Linked DNA regions of Mus musculus: region 1 is linked to region 2. Evidence: chromatin contacts called from public HiChIP or PLAC-seq data. All regions are on one chromosome and are shown on one strand. The core of a region is the stretch at or near the end of the contact, and the rest is flanking DNA. Distances in the headings are between cores, read along the strand shown. Region 1 overlaps Arnt2 (aryl hydrocarbon receptor nuclear translocator 2). Region 2 holds the start of Arnt2 (aryl hydrocarbon receptor nuclear translocator 2).

Evidence for each region. HiChIP or PLAC-seq counts read pairs in DNA pulled down with a chosen protein or histone mark.
Region 1: a contact with region 2 is called in a CTCF HiChIP or PLAC-seq map of the NIH/3T3 cell line, with 14 read pairs. The contact joins the enhancer-like site here to the promoter of Arnt2 in region 2. A contact is called at or near these places in 1 of 39 promoter capture datasets (macrophages), 2 of 15 datasets of contacts at CTCF or cohesin (CD8 T cells and the NIH/3T3 cell line), 73 of 484 Hi-C or Micro-C datasets (CD4 T cells, CD8 T cells, the CH12 cell line and 38 more), 15 of 115 datasets of contacts at active chromatin or transcription factors (CD8 T cells, the NIH/3T3 cell line, astrocytes and 9 more) and 1 of 9 other capture datasets (adipose tissue).

What each region holds. Positions count from the first base shown.
Region 1 is chr7:84,354,555-84,357,277 of GRCm38.p6, reverse strand. It overlaps Arnt2 (aryl hydrocarbon receptor nuclear translocator 2), which reads left to right. Exons shown (of 19, transcript NM_007488.3): 3 at 2,711-2,723. Among named protein-coding and RNA genes, the nearest start is that of Gm30873, 19 kb to the right of the region's middle. Within about 2 kb of position 1,452, at least 26 of the 459 cell types and tissues checked have an H3K27ac peak or open chromatin away from gene starts, as enhancers often do. A contact at or near this core is called in CD8 T cells, the NIH/3T3 cell line, astrocytes and 4 more, where this site is marked.
Region 2 is chr7:84,408,364-84,411,308 of GRCm38.p6, reverse strand. Arnt2 (aryl hydrocarbon receptor nuclear translocator 2) reads left to right here and starts at 1,271. Exons shown (of 19, transcript NM_007488.3): 1 at 1,271-1,454. The coding sequence starts at 1,424.

The DNA.
Region 1 (2,723 bases), core at 203-2,702, 54 kb after region 2:
GTTTCTCTCCATTCTACATGTGTATGATTGTATACACACTTATAGGTGTTGGGTATAGCTTCTCTCCATGTTACACAGTATGATTGCACACGTTCTCAGGTAGGAGCCATAGTTTCTTGGTCTTTAATTTTTCATATACAAGTCATGACTCCAGGTTTCCAATGAACTCCAGTAGACTCAGGATCTAGACCACCCTTTTCTTTCACCTGATGCTGGCCTGATCCGAAGCTTGCCTAGCAGGGCTGGAACCCTTTACTACACCACTCAGTTCTTCCTATATCTATTCTGTAGGGTATTGAGTAAAGAAAACTCTGTCAAAATGAGGATGACAAACTATCCTGACTTGCTTGTGACTGTTTCAGCACCAAAGTCCTGGAGTCCAAGAAGACCTGCCCTTGGTCACTCCAAGCATCTCATTGATCTTTAGGCCTGGATTGAGGGCCAACTAGTCAGTTATGTTTTGTAGGAGTTTGCTTATTTATTATAATCCTATCAAAGGCCCTTGAGATGGCTCAGTGGTATGGGCACTTGCTGCCATGCCTAATGACCTAAGTTACATAACCATATCCACAGATAGAAGGAGAAAGCCTAATCTCTCACATGTCCTCTATCTCCACAGGCAAACGCAAGAGTGGAAGAGCTTGCTCTTTCTCGAGCGTGCTCTGCTCTCTCTCTCTCTCTCTCTCTCTCTCTCTCTCTCTCTCTCTCTCTCAATGTTACAGAAGCTGTGATATCAAATTGAACTGAATGGGATTTTAAAAATAACTGTGTATATTACACCTATTTACGGTTTTGATGAATCCAGGCACAAATCATTTGGAATTTTGAAAACGTAGGTAGTTTATGAAGGCAGAAAAGGTGATCTTTCCCTTTACAAGCACTAGGTGGCAGTGTGGCTCTGCAAAAATGCAACTGACCTCAGTTAAACATTTTTGGTGGTTATTTTCCACAGGCAATTTCCAGGAAGGTGAGATGATAGCTTAGTAATTATACAGGATATTAATGAGCTTTCTTTATTTAGAATTCCCACATTCAGCTCCATTTGTCCTGTAGACAGCTCTGGCCCAGGGCTGAACTTCCAAAGCCATGCTGTGGAGAGCGATACATGGTCATCTCGCGGGTGACATGCATGTGGTCTTCTGTCTTTTCCCTTCATCCTGTCCATCTCCGTTCCTCTTTGTACAGAGGAATTTCTTTCATCACAACTGCCATTTTTGTTGTGAGGACAGTTGGGTTTTGAGGACCAAGGATCTAAGTGGATGAGGGATCCCGTCAGGGAATTCTGGACATGTCAACTCAGGCTGCACTGCATATAATCCAGAGCAAAGACATGCAAAAGCTGTCCTCATTCCCTTCATTTTGCCGTATCTGATCCTAGTTCCTAGGTCCCTCGAGTTCTTGCTTAGCCACACATCTCACTGGGGCTCATCTTGAGGTATGTGGACAAGTATGCTCTTTATGTGTAACATGACTGCCTCCTGGTGGCCTGGGTGCCCCATGCATTTCCTGGGTCACTTATTCAATCCCTCAAAGACTAGGAAATGAAGTTCACCCTCCCTATGAGGGACCAGAAGGTGTGGCCTCTGTAACTGTGGTCTTCTGGCACATACTTCATTCTCTGCTTGTTTATTGTTTGAGCCGAATCTCACTGGGTATTCTCCATTCTCATAATAAACTGCTAAAACATGGAATTCCTCAGACCTCCAGTCAGGCAGCCAGCCTCTCTCCTGCTTGGATCATGAGACTATATCTCACCAAATCCTTCAGGCCTACTAAAAACAAGCAGGGTGATATAGGGTCTGCAGATGGATGCCACACTCAAGAGCCATGCTGACTGCTCATTTCCTACCGCAGAAACTCTGGGTGCACTTGATCATGGTTATGTTCCCCTCTGCCCTAACATCTTCCAACCTGTGTGTGCTGACATCAGAAGCACTTGGGCCTTTAAGAAGGATCATTTGGAGTGTTAGTTCAGTAAGAATTCACCAAAACATTGATATTAACAAGGGGAGGCCCAGCAGAGAAGAATCTCAAGAGTAATTCTGTGAGCTTCAACGAGCAGACAACCAGCTTCAGTGATTTTGGTATCAAAGGCCCATTTCCTCCTCAACAGCCTGTTTGATCCTGGGTGTAACAGGCTGGTTTTCTTGAAGGACCTTTGCCCTGAGGTTGGTAGAGACTCACCAAGTCACAAGCAGTATTCTCAGACAGCTTCACTGTCCCCTGATATTATGTCATCGCCCTTTGAACTTACTGTCTTCCAAATCCCTTGAGCAATATACCATAAAAGTAAGAAATTAAGTGCTGGTATAGAATACATGATGTGGATGGACCCACATACTCCAGGGATGATGGCAGACAAGAAACATTGATGCCTTCACACAACATGGCCTGAGTCATCCATTGGTGACCTGAGAAGCGTCAAAGGGGGACAAGTTGACACTTGAGTATTCCTATTTCTGACCAGAGAACTAATAGTGAGTGTACTGGAGACCTTTTGTTTGTAATTTTTTTCTCTTGAGACTCTGCGGATACTGTTTAGCATGGCCAAAGGTCGGAAGCATTGAGCAGCGATGTGATGGGGTGAAAATTGGAAGCATTGCATAGCGATGTGATGGGGTGAAGACTCCCCTGCGTTCACAGCTCATGTAACCAATTAGAGTCCTCTGAGAGTTATAACTAGTTCTTACCTGTGCCTTTGACTTTCCAGAATGGACTTCGAT
Region 2 (2,945 bases), core at 22-2,521:
AAGTAAATGCACAGTGTGTATTTTTTCCTTTGAAATGTCTTCCCTGTATTCTAGTCATTTCTTCAAAGGTGACTTTCAATGTCATCTTCTTTCTGTCCCTTTTGCTCAGCAGTGACCACATTTCAGGGGCTCTGTTTAAGCTTCAAAGAGCGGCTGCCCCAACTCAGGTGGTCTCTTGTGTCCTTCCTTCCAGCTCTCTCCTATCCAGGAAGCCCTGCAGCCCTGAAGGAGGTCAATCCTGTATGCTCAACACCCAGGTCTGTGCCGGGAATTCAGAATTTTCAGTGTTTGTCCAATTGATTTATTATTAGGGCAGTAGAGACAAACGCTTTTCCAAAGACAATGATGGTTTAAAAACATACTCCAATCATCATTTCCCTATCCTATTTCATGCATGCTTCTTTGGAAATAGTGTGGTATTTTTTGCAGATGTTATCAGTGTTAGAAGGCACAGTGCCTTTAATTCTGGCCTGGGGTGTGACCAGCCTTCCAATCTCACCTAATCAGGGCATCTACTGTGGAATATCACCTCCAGGAATCCCAGTGGCTGCCTGGAAAAACCACTCTTCAAGTATCCCGTGCTCTTATTTTACCAGCATACGCAGATGAAACCATTAGAAATCTTCTTAAAACCTCAGTATGGAGGTGTGAATAAGGCCCTCGAGAGGACTCTAATAAATGCTGACAGTGGCCATGTCCTCAAGAAGGCAGAGCTAGACACTGTCCTCAAAACCTCCCTGGCTTCTCTCCATTCCTGAGCCAAACTCTGTGCTGGAGCTGTGTGCCAGTGCCTTGGAGGGACGGTGGCCTTGGGCATTTCTGGGTGCCTCCCCTTAGGCCCTCTTCTGCAGCCCTAGCCAGGGTGCCCGGGAGCTCAGTGGCGCGGCCCTGGCATGCTAAGTGGTTGCACTGGGACGCCTTTGTTTCTTAGGCCGGTTGTCCTCTGCATCCAAATGGGTCCTTTGCTCACCCGCTCCTCCGCGAGGGGACAGCGCCTCTCGGCGATGTGTCCCTGATACCTGGGGACCCTACTAGGGCGGATAGGGAGTGCGCCGAGGCCTCTAACCTGGGCACCTGCGCGGACCCGAGGAGGGTCCCGCTGCCCGCTGCCCGCTGCCCCAAGTCTCGCGGTGCTACGGCTCGGACCCGGGAGCCGCGGGCCCGGCACCCCAGCCGCACCACAAAGGCTGAACCCGGAGGAGGCCCGGGAAAGGAGGAGCGCGGGTGCGCGCAGAGGAACGGGGAGCGCGCGGGGCGCGGGGAGCAGCGCGGGCAGGAGCGCGGGGCGCTCTGAGAGCGCGGGAGCGCGGGGAGCACCGCCCGCACCTTCCTTTGTGTGGCGCGGCCGCGGCGGCGCTGGCCCGCGCCGGGTCCCCGTCCCCGCCCCCGCCCCCGCCCGGCGCTCCGGTCCCTTCCCGGCAAGATGGCAACCCCGGCCGCCGTCAACCCTCCGGGTGAGTAGCGGCCCAGCCTCTGGCCGAGCCTGAGACGCGCAGCCCCGGGGTGGGGAGTGGCCGCTGCCCGGCAGCATCAGCACCGGCCGTGGCATCCTCGTTCTCGAATGGTGCTCAACCTGGTCCTGACGGCGCCCGCCGCTGCTGCGTGTAACTAGATGCTCGCCCGCGGGCTCCAGAGCCACAGGGGCCAGCGGATGCCAGGTGTCGCGCTGAGCGAGAGAAAAGTTTGAAGCGGGGATTCAACAGGGCAGAACTCCTGGGACTCTTTCGCCTATCGGCCCCGCCTCCCCCACGCTGGTCTTTGGCGGGGTTTACACCTGGCCAGTGTATATGTCCCAGTCCTTTCTGGACAGGAAAAGCCTAACTGGTAATAATGGCCTTCAGCAGCCCTATCCCTCTCCGATTGTCTGATGTCGCTGAAGGTACAGCCTGTGACCCTTGGACTTATGCCGTCAGATTAGAAAAAAAATGGAAGGAGTTCAGGAATGAGTGGGAGTGTTAGGCTCCTGTTGAAATGTGGCGGGGGAGCCCTATTGTCATTGGCAAAGTTCCCTGTCTATCATGCAAGGCTGAGAGGATAGACATGTGACTGCCTTCCCGCTCCCAAGTTTTAGGTTTTGTGTTGTATGCTTTGGTTCTGGAGAATCATAGGTCCCTGTAGATTGAGGCAGGGACGGTCAAATAGCTTAGACCCCGGGAAAGCTCAGTGGAAGAGGTCTTGTGTTGGGTGTGGCCCCAGATCAGGTGGAGTGAACTACCAGAGTGCTTATGAAAGAAGAATGTCTTCAGAGTAAGTTATGAGTGGAAGATCCCCTTTGTCCATGTTGGTCGGGGAAGGTTGAGGGGACTCTGGACACTTTAGCCTGAACTTGTAGAAGATACAGTTTGAAAACGCAGACACACAGACTGAGAGGCATTACAGGCATAAGTCATGAAGTCATGATGGCCATGCTCTAAGCATACACTGGAAGCCAGTGAGTAAGGTGTGAGAGGAAACAGAGGGACCTGACATTGAGTTGCATGGATGTGGCTAGGTCCAAAGGGCCATGGAAGACATGGACTGTGGCTTCCTCTTCCTACATCAAAAGAGAGTTTTAAGTAGTACTGAACGGAGGAGCCACATGATCACTGCTTTCCTGTAAGGTTGATTTGTCAGCTGTGGTGAGGTGATACAGAAGATAGGAAGACGAGAAGCAGGAACTGCGTGGAGAAGAGGCAGGTGCTGCAGGTCAGACTTAGCTGTAGTGGCCTGAACAGAGGAGAAGGAAAATACCAGGAGGCAGACAAAGTATGAGATCTGGCCTTCATTAGATTTGAGGTAAAGGCAATTGAGGAAAGCCAGAATAGACAGAGGCAAGTGCCTGTGGGGACAAGGAGGTGATGAACCTTTCTAATTCCCGTCAAGGAGGCTCACTAACTGAAACAGGCAGTCCTAGAAGAGGCGACATGGAGTCTCTGTCTGGAACACTGAGTGGGTAGATAGCTGGC